Linked DNA regions of Mus musculus: region 2 is linked to region 1. Evidence: chromatin contacts called from public Hi-C data. All regions are on one chromosome and are shown on one strand. The core of a region is the stretch at or near the end of the contact, and the rest is flanking DNA. Distances in the headings are between cores, read along the strand shown.

Region 1 (6,437 bases), core at 1,341-3,840:
GGCAGGTGGATCTCTGTGAGTTGGAGGCCAACCTGGTCTACAGAGCAAGTTCCAGGACAGCCAGGGCTGTTACACATAAAAACCCTCTCTTAAAAAAGCAAAACCAAACAAACAAAAAGACAAGAAACTTTAAATAAAAAAAGATATTGTATAAAATATATACACAATATATGAAATATATTGAAGTATATATGTATTTTTCTGTGATTAAGGCAATAGGCTTATGTATTTTGTTTATCATAATACCAAAAGAACATTTAATGATTTTAAATATATATTTACCATGTTTGCTAATTACAAATATAAATTCTAAGATAATAAGAATATACATTTAAAATTTTTTTTGAGACATGGTTTTACTCTATAGACCAGGCTAGCCTGAAATTTAGGGTAAGCCTCCCTATTCTGTAGAACACACTTCTTGTAAAGTCAGTACATATGTACTTGGGATATATGATGTGGATTATATATTATATAATTCAACATTTTGTTTTCTACCTTCTCTTTGGTCCATCCTCTCCAAATCTCACTTGTAATTAAACTGTAGTGAATAATAAAACATTTTTATGGATGTTAAAAAATAGTTTATTACAAGTATAATTTTTTTTTAAATCAAAGCAAGGTTTCTTCTCGGTGTAGCGTTAGCTGTCCTGCAGCTCACTCTGTGAGCCAGACTGACCTTAAATTCACTGAGATGCACCTGCTCCTGATTCACGAGAGCTAAGGACTAAAGGTGTGTGCTACCACACCCGGATGCTTCAGTGCTTGCTTTTTTAAGACAGGGTCTCAGTCTACCTGACTAGCTTTGAACTCACAACTCCTTCTTCAGTCTCCCAGGTCCTAGGCTCTCAGGTGTCCACCACCATACATGGCATGTGGATCCCTTAGAATTTTATTGACAACATTTTTTTTTCTTGCTGGGGATCGGCACTGGGCCGCAAGCTTGCAAACCAATTGTTCCACACTGAGGGTGACTCTTAGGTCTGAAGTCCACGACACCGTAGCTGGCATCCAGAAAGATACTTAGGTAGGGGGAGTCTTTTTCATTTACAGAGTGCCTTAGCCTTGACCAGGGAAAATCTGGGCAAAATAAATGAATAAATTGTAGATTCTTCTCTCCTGATCTCAGAGAAACAAACACATGCACGTATGTCCACAGATTCACGGGACCCCTCTCTTCTCTGTCCCCATGAGTTACCTTTAGGTCCTTACAGTATTGGAGCGTTTCCCACTCTTCTTTGAAGAGATGGAACAGAGTACAGGGGCGCAATGGGCTGCTTTGAAAAATGTTGGTTCTCGGACTCTTGTGGGGTTTATCCCTGCCTAACTGAGGAGTACACTCGGGAGCTTAAATATAGAAATATTAAAACCATTTAAAAACCATATTTGGGGCCGGGCGTGGTGGCACACGCCTTTAATCCCAGCACTCGGGAGGCAGAGGCAGGCAGATTTCTGAGTTCGAGGCCAGCCTGGTCTACAAAGTGAGTTCCAGGACAGCCAGGGCTATACAGAGAAACCTTGTCTCAAAAAACCAAAAAAACAAACAAACAAACAAAACAAAACAAAACAAAAAACCATATTTGTAGCTTACAAGTATTTACAGTGTGAGGCAGTGCACGCATGTAAGGAAATGTTTTCTGATTTGACGTCAAACATAAACTGGAGCTGGTAGTTCAGGCCCATGAGCCCAGCACTCAGGAGAATGAAGAAATAATGACATCAGTTCAAGACCAACCTAGCCTGTATCCTGTTTCAAACAACATGGATCAAAGGGAAAGAAAACAAAGTAAAAGGAACGAAAGAAAATGGTGCAGACGCCTACTCTAGACCCAAATGGTCTTGGTGTGCCTGGAATCCCAACTGTGGACTGACTGCTTAAGACATTCACATGCTGGAGTGACACCTAAGAGTCACCACTAAGCCACCTAAAAAATAAACAGTTCCGCTAAGCGACAGAGAGATGGTTGAGTTAGGTCCACAAACCTTGGGTTTGAGTATCTGGTTAAAGGGAATTTGAGACATGACTGTGGAAATGTGGGATAAGACCTGACACTGTTCCCACCCCCTGCCTCACCCCACTTCCCAGTTTTGGGTCTCACCGCTAAAAAAAAAAAGACGGGGGGGGGGGGGCTACATTTTGAGTAATGCTTTAGAAAAACTGAAATCTCAGTAGACATTTTATATCCCCCTGGCCCCCCGCCAAGACACAGATACGGTGCCGTGGGGACTTCTGGACACAAATGAGTTTTCTGACGTCAAGTCACAAACGACTTCCAAGCAAACATCAGCCTCCAAAAGCGGTGTCTCTCCAATGGCCTTCTGGTGCCCGGAGTGGAGTGGAGGTCAGGCAGGACCCCAGGCACATCGGCAGTGGAGGCTCTTTTGACTCCTGTGCCTCCAAGCAGCTGCTGACAAGGATCCCATGGTCCCTGGGGTTGTTATGTCTCCATCTCTGTTGTTCCAGGCAAGAGTTTGGCTCAGATCAATGCCCAGATCTGACAAGGGAAGTGTACCTTCAAGACATCCACTGTGTGGGCTCCTTGTGCAAGCTCTACTTCCGGGAGCTGCCCAACCCCCTCCTGACCTACGAGCTCTATGAGAAATTCACGGTGAGTGTTTGGGTTTCTATTGTGGTTAGCGGGTGGGATGCACGGACCGGCCAAGGGCAGTTTCGACACTGAAATAACAATAACACAAGTCGCCAGCTGGTTGGCATTATCTTAGCATGGTGGTGGATGTAAGATGGCAAGGGAAGGAGAGTGGTCGAGCTGTTTGCTAACTGCTCCTTCCTTGAATTCTCAGAATGATGCTGTTTGTTTTGAGAGCTGGGTTAAATTATTTCTCTGCTTATCCAACTGAATGCGCCTCATTGTTCAGGGAGGAAACTGAGAACCAAAGAAGTAAAGTGGCTGGCCCAAGGTCACACAGCAGAGGCAGGGCAGGAATCTCAGGCCTCTGGTGCTTGCTATACATCGTGATGGTTCTCTCTCTTTTTTTTTTTTTTCCAAAAGAGTGTTCTTTCTGTGTTTGCCTGGGGGCTTGGGGGAACAGACCGGTAGGCAGGAAAGATAGAGTTCCCCCAACCCCACCCCATTGCAAACATCAAAAGACTTTATCAGAGAGCTACAAAGAGAAGAGAGAGAGAGAAAAAAAAAACAGCAAAGCACCTGGGCCAGGGGAAGAGAGGATGGGATAGCCAATGGGCTGCTGATGCAAGAGTGAAATAGCTGCACTGTGCTTGCTTGTATGGCTACCAAATGAGGCACCCGTGGGTGAGCAGAAAGGATGGCACAAAACACGTGGTTAAAGCAAATGTTAATGCCAGGCTTGACAAGGTAGCCGGGCGCAGAGTAACAAAGCCTGCAGCCAGGCTCTCTCTCAAGTTCAGATCCAAGCTTGTGATGTGTGTGTGTGTGTGTGTGTGTGTGTGTGTGTGTGTGTGTGCCCAGACAGGAGGAAAGGAGTGTGCAGGAAGTCGGGGAGGGCAACAGAACACATGTGACCCGAATGTAGAAAGAGGCTTTGGTGGGTGGAAGGGACAGAGGGACTGAAGCAGAGGGAAAGTAGGGAAGAGACAGGCAAGAACGGATCTTGTTGGACGTGTTATAGTGAAAGCTAATACCAAGCATGTTAATTTAAAAAAATTAATAGATTAAAAAAATTAAAATAGGACCACATGAGTTCAATTCCTAGCAACCACATGGTGGCTCACAACCATCTGTAAAGGAATCTGATGTCTCTTCTAGTGTGTCTGAAGACAACTACAGTATATTTATATACATAAAATAAATAAATCTTTTTTTAAAAAGAAAAGAAAGTCTTGGGAGAGTTGGAGTCTAGAAGAAACACACACCACAGATAACTTTTTAAGAAAAAATTAATTTTTTAAAGGCTTAAAAGGCAGCACTCAGAGAGCACCCGATTGCTCTTCCAAAGGTCAGGAGTTCAAATCCCAGCAACCACATGGTGGCTCACAACCATCCTCTCTTCTGGAGTGTCTGAGGACAGCTACAGTGAACTTACATATAATAAATAAATAAATAAATAAATAAATAAATAAATCTTAAAAAAAAAAAAAACTTGGGAGGCAGAGGCAGGTGGATTTCTGAGTTTGAGGCCAGCCTGATCTACAAAGTGAGTTCTAGGACAGCCAGGGCTACACAGAGAAACTCTGTCTCGGAAAAAAAAAAAAAAGGCAGCACTCGGGAGGCAGAGGCAGGCGGATTTCTAAGTTCAAAGCCAGCCTGGTCTACAAAGTGAGTTCCAGGACAGCCAGGGCTATACAGAGAAACCCTGTCTTGAAAAAAAAAAAAAAAAAAAAGGAAGGGTATTCAAGAATAGTATTTGTTTTGATGTATTAGCTCTTTTGTATAATAATTGTCATAACCTTGCCCACAGACTACATTGAATTTTAGTGAAAAAGAACCCAAAGCACACAGAAACCTTAGTCATAAACACTGGCGACTGCACCAACCTTAGCTGCTGATGTGGACTTGTGAGTAGCTAGAGCAATTCTTGACAAAAAAGCCTCAGAAATGGTTCCTTCCTAATTCTGTCAGCAACAGCCTTGGGTCAAAACACCTACCCCAGCCTACCCCTATCCTTGTGGTGCCCTCACGGGGACTGGAAAAAGTAGGGAAAGTAGAGGGGAAAAAGCTGGAAGACAATATTTGTCAACTTGATTGAAGGAAATGACATGAATTCAGACAGTTTATTGACACTAAAAAGTAAAATGGGGATGTTTTGTTTTGATTACAAAAGTAGGGCCTACAAATGTTAATTCTGTTGCAGCCTTTGTCCCTTAGTAGTGTCTGTGCCTGCAGTAGTGAATGTGATGGTCTGAACAAACTTTAGACATAGGAAAATAGCTGTTACATTCTGACATTTTGTTTAACTCACCTGCATAGCTGAAGTCAAATACCACCTCGTTGGATGAACAAGAGGATTCAAATAATAATAGAATAATAATATTAACAATGATAACAGCTGCCTTGTAATTGAGCGACTTCTGTCCTAAACTCAAATAGGATCTCACAAGCTGGGCAGCGGTGTCACACACCAGCACTTGGAAGGCAGACGCAGGTGGATCTCTGTGAGTTCAAGGTCAGCCTGGTCTACAGAGCCAAGTTCTGGGACAGTCAGGGCTACGTAGAGAAACCATGTCTCAAAAACACAAAACAAAACACAAAACAAAACCAAACAAGATCAGTAGGAGCTCATTTAGTACCTTATGGATGAAGCAGGTGTTAATGTCACTCACAGGCAGGTGAGTACTGCTCACAGGCGGAGATAAAGATTAAAAGTCTGTCCATAGCTCCCACACCACTCAAATACAGCACGGGTTCTGAAGTCATCGGCTAATGACAAGAGACACACTGAAGGACGAGGTCCAGAAGCGGTATTGAGAGTCGGCTAAAGACAGGAAAAACCAAATTGTCTTCGTTTCATTGACAGGTCGAAGGATGTCCCCACCATAAAAGCCTAGGGAATAAGTAACAAAAGACAGATTTGACAAACAAATATTCCCCTTGGGCTGGAGAGGTAGCTTCAGAGTTAGGAACACTGGCTTCTCTTCCAGGGGACCCACATCTCCAGTTCCAGGGGATTCAACATACTTTTCTGATCTCAAGCACCAGGCACCCATGTCATATGCAGACATACATGCTAGCAAAAGTCCCATACACATGAAGTAAAATAAGCATATGCATACATACATATATATACACACATAGTTAATATATATTATTATATGTAATATATTACATATGTTATATATAATATGTGTGTGAATATGTATTCATTCTCAAACAGAACATAAGGTATGCTCCTGTAATCTCAGCAGTGGGAGATGAAGGCAAAGGAAGGAGAATTCGGGGCCAGCTGTAACTGCGAAGTAGAAGGCCAGGCAGGGCTACATGAAACTGTCTGTTACAAACACACCATTCTTAAGAAAATGACAAAGAGATTGCTATTCTGTAGTTACAGAAAACTACTGCTTGTCAATAAAAAGAAACCACCTTACGCTGCATTGAATGAATGAGCGCAAGACTTAGACAACTCAGAGGAACAAAATTACATAAAAACTACTAGAAAGATATATTTGCATGTTTCGTTTTTAAAGATTTGTTTCAATTTATATGTATGAGTGTATATACGTAGATGCCTAAGAGGCCAGAAGAGGTCATGAGATCCCTAGACCTGACGTTACAGGTGGCTATGGGTTGCTATGTGTCTACAGGGAACCAAACCTGAGTTCTCTGCAAAGTCAGTATGTGCATTACCAGATGAGCATTACCAAATGCTTCTCAGTCATTTAAAAATAAATTTCAGGGCTGGAGAGATGGCTCAGTGGTTAGAAGTACTGACTGCTCTTCTGAAGGTCCTGAGTTCAAATCCCAGCAACCACATGGTGTCTCACAACCATCCGTAATGAGATC
Region 2 (6,437 bases), core at 1,540-4,039, 270 kb before region 1:
TCTCAAAATAACAACGATAAAATATTTCGTGACTTTTTCTTTTGGATACGGCCTTTTTTTTTTTTAACACACTTCCTCAAATTCTGTGAAATTACCTGCTCTTTCAAAGAACGGCCAATAAAAGAAGTATTTCAGATACTCTTCTGTTTATTTGTTGAGAGAGCCTTATTATGTATCCCTGGCTGGCCTGGCACTCACTCTGTAGCTGAGGTTAGCCTTCAACTCACTGAGATTCACCTGCCTCTGCCTCTTGGGTGCTGGGATTAAAGGCAAATGTGGCCTTACCTGACTCATTTAAACTCGTCTAAGCCATTGGTGGAATTGCACAGTAGTAAACTTTTCTATACAAATTCCCTACAAACTTATTTCACAGAAACTGAACAAAAAATAACAGCAATATGCTTGTCTTTCTTTTACTGAAGAGATGTTTATATTTCTGGTGCATTGTTCCCCCATTACCGCTGTTGGTCACTCAAACAGAATCCAACTTTTCCCACTTTGGAACAGAATCGATGTCACAGAAGTTCTAAAGACACACCGCAACCCAGTCAAAGCGACGCTGCCGCTGTCTGGGTCAAGAATTCAAGGAGGACACAACTTTCTCCTGGGCACTGCAAAATAGAACCACCCCACTCTCTCTCAGCACAGCCTCCCCTGGGCCTGTGGGGAAACAGCTCTGTGGCCTTTCTCAAGACAAAGCCCTAACTCAGCTTGCCCTCCCTCCCCCCACCCCTCCCCTCCGCCTTTTCTCTGCCCCTCCAGTTAGAGATCTGCCCTCTCATTAGAACCCGCCCACACACACTCTCCGTTCAAATATACTTCAGCTCCAATGTTTCTTGAGCTATGAAGGCCCAACCATCCTCCATTTAGATAATCTAAATTCTAGGCCAAGTCCAGATCGAAAGCTCACTTTGCCGTGAAATAAATATTCCTTGATGCCGCTGGCAAATGCGACTCAACATTTATTTGTTGTACCATCAAGTGTTTGGGCATGCTGATATTTAAGATCTTAAGAAGATCCCATTAGGGCTACAGACATATCCTCCCACTGTCTCCCTGCCCCACCCACCCACCTGATGCCCAAGTGCACCCAGTGGTAGCAAAGGAAATATCTGCCGAACAGAGGAACACGTTTTTTGAGAGTTAAAAGTGGCTCTACAGAACAGACCATCTCAAAGACGGGAACAACCTTGGAAGTCCTCAGAATCAGTCTAGTATTGAGTAGAAATCCTTCCAACCCAAAGCAAAGGCATAAATCAGGTGTCTGCCTATGAGTGATCCTAGAAACAAAATCACCTTTTTAAAAGTACTGCCTAATAAATTCAAAACACAAACTCTATCGGCCAACTAAGTTTCATGACAGATTTTCCAACTTAGTTTAACGACAGATCTTTCTATCAAAACCATTTGGAGCTGTTATTACAGCAACGTTTACAGCATTTCAGCTGTGTTCAAGGATTATGAGGAACATCTATGAATTCGCTTATTTCACCTTTGACAGAAGGACAGGAAGACACAGGCCTGCTGAAAGCAGTGAATGACAAACTCAGTTTGGAAGCTCAAGCGCATAAATGCACACTTTGGTATGTGACCTCACTACGTGTATAGTGTCACTAAAAAATATGCCTACTGAACTTCAAGACGTCAGAACACGGTCCCTGGTATCGTCATGGACGGTAACAGGCCAGTTTGCTATGCTTTCTCCTATACCAGGTGAACGACCTAAAACTGGGTTACATCAAGATTAAAACATCGTTTATTCAAGTAAGGCCATAAAAATGACTGGAGACCTACAAAGATGTCTAGAGAGAAATAGAATTAACCACAGCACACTCCATCACTGCACTAGCTTCTTAAAGAGAAGCCTTCTGGACAAATTTCAGCAAACCTCAGCAACCAATTACTGAGTCAGAAAACTTGATTCCACAGAACAATGCACACACAAAGGCAGGATTGTAGAAAAGGACATTCAGAGCCTGCCTATGATGATTACTGGGGGGAAAACAAAACGTTAAGAAAAACTTAAGAAATCAAATTTGAATAACCAACTGTTTTCAAGCGCTTGCTCATATTGCTACATTCTATGTATTTTTATAAGGCAACTTAGACCCTTCTGGTTACAAAACGAAGTGTAAATAAACTTTGCTTTCGGATGTAATCGAGCGTTTGGGTTTTTGTTGTTGTTGTTGTTTGTTTTTTTAATAAAGTGAAATGTTTACCCCTGCATATGTTTTAAAGGTTATAATGAAGTTACAACTTTAAATCTGAAAAAAAAAACTTTTAATCAATTTAATTCTTTTAATATCGCAAACTCCTTCAAGGCTGTGGTAAAGCTACAAAGTTTTCCTGGAGCCCTCTAGTAAGGGCAGGCGACTCTAACACTATTTCTAAGTGGACTGGCAGCGGGAGTTCGTTCCGGGAAGTGGCGGCGGGGAGCGGCGCTGGGGTTACAGCGCTTGGGGACACCTGGCAGACGCGGGCCTCCGCTACCGCCCCGGGGCAGCCGGTTCCCAGGCCCTGCGGGCACCAGCGGGCTCGGTCCCCCGAGGCGGCAGGACAAGCTGAGTTACTCACCGAGCAGCGACACGAGCAGCCAGGACGCCGGAGCGGAGCGCCGCCGAGTCATGCCGGAGCCGCCGGGGGAGCCGCCGTCCGCCGGGCTCCTGGGCGGCGGGGTGCAGCGTGGGACCAAGCGGGACACGGGAGCGCCGAGGCCACTCCGCTCCGCCGAGGCTCGGGGCAGGCTCGGGCGTCCCGGGCTCGCCGGCCGCCGCGGCCACCACCAGCCGCCGCAGCCACTCCCCCCAGCTCCCGCCAGCTCTTCCCCAGCCGGGGGCTCGGCACCGCCTGCCCACTCGCCGAGCGGTCTCCAGGGCAACCGCGACTCCAGTGCGACGCCTAGTGGCCAGCCGCAGAATGCACAGAACTCAAGGCTGGCGCGGCCAGGCCACCTGCTCTGGTCCCCATGAAACCTGCAAGGACAGGTTGAACCTAAAACCCCAAAGTGGCTTCCCTCAGATCCAACTCGTCTTTCTTGGCTGAAGTTTTCAAACAGTCCCTACTCTGACCATTTTAGTCTCTCCTGAAAACCATTTAATCTATCTGAAAGAACCTTAGGAGTCTTTTAGAAGACAGGAAGACCTTTAGGAAAGTTAACCTGTCCAAGGGATGAGTTCCCTTATTGTAGTCCAGTGCAGAGTCGTCAGCCCTGAAACCATATACAAACAACAAAAAACCGGATTGCATCTCCATAGATGGATGGATGGATGGATGGATGGATGGATGGATGGATGGGCAGACAGATAGATATGCATACACAGGCATGTGTAACTAAAAAAGAGGTTAATAACTTGAGAATGGGGAGAACACGGGAGGAGTTTTAAAAGAGGGTATGGCTGGGAAGAGATGGAGGGAAGAGACCAAAGGAAAGACAAAAGTGATGTAATGCTATTTCAATTAAAACCAGGATGATCTAAAATGCCTGACCTTTCCATCTAAGCCTCCCAAGCCCTGGGATTACAGGCCTGCAGCCATGCTTGTCATCTTCCAATGTCTTAAGTGATTCCTCACCAAGCTCACGTTTCCTTAGACTGCTTTTTAACACCGAGTACTGTCTTGCCTTGACTGTGGCACCTGTGTCTTCGATGGATGTTTTTACCTTTTGCTTGTTTGCTCTGGTTAGACTGAAGAGGCCTTCATAACATTTGAAATGCTTTTACTTATTTGAACAGCATTACCCACCCATCCTTTCCCAATTTAGTTTCTGTTTCCTCCTACAGCCCGAAGTCATTTTCTGCTTCCACACCCACACTGAGCCTTGGAGTTTTGAGGACCTACCTGCCCATGAACCTCCCAGACATGAGATCAGATTCTGAACAGCTTAGATTAGAACTCCTGTAGCCCTTCAGAATTCTGAACCCCGACACCTCACAGAACCAATTTTGCCAGGACAACTCAGAAACAATAGTATACTCAGGAGCATGGCAAATGTAGAAAACAATGTTTTAAAGAGAAGTATATTTGCACAATGATTTAAGGCTGTGTAGGAAAAACAAAAATATCAAGAAAGTAGAATTATAAAACTAATTTAAATATTGAAATGTTATATTTTGAAGAAGAAGAAAAAAAGGAGAAGTTTTAAAATGCCAATCACTAGAGCACTGAGAGAGGAACACTTGGTTTTTGCAGAAGACCCGAGTTCTGTTCCCAGTACCCACGTGGTGGCTCACAACCATCTGTGATCCAGTGTCCTCTTCTGACCTCTGAAAGAACCAGGCTCACATGTGGTGTGTATACAACTGCCGGTCCAGCATGGCCTTGGTGGGGGCAGAATGACAAGGTTCCTGCCCCTAGGACAGGGCCACCAGGCACCAGTGTCGGTGGCTGCTGTGAGCCTGGGGCTTGAATGTATAATAATGTACAAATTTTATGTTCCTCCTTTAAGTAATGTCCTTCCTGTTAACATTAATGACTCCATGATAACCAGAGACATCGAGAGTCAAGGAGGCAAAGGTATAGCTAATGTCTTAGCAAAATGATAAAAACTGGACCCTTCAGGCTGTGGGAAAAGACTCTTAAAAACATGGATTAGAAAATATGTAATTTCTCAACTATGCAAAAATATAACAATGCAATATGAATTGTATAAGGGGCTTTGCAGATCTAAAGGGACAGAGGCAGCTACAGCATGAGCCAGCTTGTCAGAAAGATACTAAGACAGGCAGATACAAATGTAGGCAGATTCCTGAGTCCAGGATCAGCCTGAGACAGAACAAATTTAGGTCCAAGTGTGCTAGAAATGGGTAACTTCAAGACAGCATCTCACCCAGCTAGCTTTTCAGTATGTGCTGAACAGAGGCAGGCAGATCTCTGATTTCTTTCGCAATGTTAAAAGAAAATGTGTGTTTGCTAAGAATTAAGTGGCTGGAGTCACAGGACCCTGAGTCACAGGATGATCAAAAGGGAACCTGGAGTCAATGACTGGATTGGTATGCAAGATAAAAGACTGGGCTTATGATCTGCAGGAGATGATCTATCCAGAAAAAGTTTTTTAGCATACTAAGAGATAACTGCTTACAGAGCTGTCTCAAGCAGAGCATAGAGAGAAAGCTGTATAGAGATCTTGAGAGAAAGCAGATCAGAGAGAAAGAATGCAGAACAGAAGAAAACAGGCTGGAAAGCTGTCGCCAGCAGAACACAGGCTGCTGGACCCCCGATTTGACTTCAAGTGGATTGTTTTCACTGCTTCTAGACACCCTTTCTTCAGAACCCATATCCAAGCTGAGGCTGGTTCTTGGCATACAAGCATAAGACAAAACACTCATTGGCTGTGTTTGTGTGTGTGTGTGTGTGTGTGTGTGTGTGTGTGTGTGTGTGTGTGTGTGTGTATTTCAAATAATGCCAATCATTTTAACAGGGGTCTTATGAAAAGAAACTCTATTCTCATGAGTTGGGAATGCCTAGGCTATGGTCACACTTCTTATTTCTCTTTTATATTAATAAGAATTTCAATTTTTAATGTTAGTGTTATCCCTAGCTTATTCTCATCCATTTACCCTCCAGAGCAAATTCTAGACTTTTATTTTCTCTGTCTAGTCTCTCTTTCTCCCTCTCCCCCTCCCCTTCCCCCTCTCCCTTTTCTTATAATCTGACCCTGTCCTCAACAAGGCACAGAAACAATATAGGTAGAAAAAGAAGCTATGGAGTGATCAACACAACTCAGGACCATCCAACTTTGCCTTGTCATAACCTGGAATTTAAATGACAAATAAAAATTTTTTTCAGTTAAATAGATAATCTAGTTGCCTGTGCTTAAAAGTCCTGATAAAGCAAGTCGCTGGCTACACTCATTACACAAATGCAGCAAATATTAACTAAGCAGAAATGCCGTGTCAGGGCACTGGGTTGAAGGTTAAACAAAAACCATGTGGAGTAATTCCTGACCCCAGACAAATGCCACTTGTACCTGGACTATATCTGTGCTATCACGACTCATCAATGAATAGCCTCTTTGTCACCACAGCAAGTTACTGTCCCCCAGACAGGAGCCAGTGAGTCACTAGGACACAATGCTAGCCGTTTGGTGGAGGAGCCTTTGTAAAAGAAAAGGCTAGAAGGAGGGACAGTCGAGTGTCTGGGAGACACAGAAGCACAGAGGTCAGCTGGGGATAGTGGACTCAAGGAACAGGCAGGAGAACTAGGAGGTCACAAGCTGGACTCAAAGGCTCTCAGCTATTCACTCCTCCAGGAACAGGCAAGGTGTGATCTTTAATTCACAGAAACACCAGCACCGTCGTCGTGGGCTACATTTTTACTGAGGATAAATCTCACCATGCTCTTTTATCCTAATCTGCCTATAACCACGGTAGGATTTCTTTAAATCCCTTAAGTATTCCTAGCGAGAAAGCAACAGACACATCAGACATTTGTACAGTGCT

The links. A called contact is a pair of places that touch in the nucleus more often than the background predicts.
Region 2: a Hi-C map of granulocyte-monocyte progenitors shows a contact between it and region 1, with 2.5 times the contacts expected there. The contact joins the promoter of Igsf11 here to the enhancer-like site in region 1. A contact is called at or near these places in 2 of 484 Hi-C or Micro-C datasets (beige adipocytes and granulocyte-monocyte progenitors) and 2 of 115 datasets of contacts at active chromatin or transcription factors (both in embryonic stem cells).

Annotation. Positions count from the first base shown.
Region 1 is chr16:38,633,069-38,639,505 of GRCm38.p6, reverse strand. Arhgap31 (Rho GTPase activating protein 31) reads left to right here. Exons shown (of 12, transcript NM_020260.2): 3 at 2,465-2,609. Gm36482 (a long non-coding RNA gene) reads right to left here. Exons shown (of 6, transcript XR_003951954.1): 4 at 5,228-5,481. Among named protein-coding and RNA genes, the nearest start is that of Gm36482, 21 kb to the right of the region's middle. Within about 2 kb of position 2,590, at least 74 of the 459 cell types and tissues checked have an H3K27ac peak or open chromatin away from gene starts, as enhancers often do. A contact at or near this core is called in granulocyte-monocyte progenitors, where this site is marked.
Region 2 is chr16:38,898,697-38,905,133 of GRCm38.p6, reverse strand. Igsf11 (immunoglobulin superfamily, member 11) reads right to left here and starts at 2,789. Exons shown (of 7, transcript NM_170599.2): 1 at 2,575-2,789. The coding sequence starts at 2,626.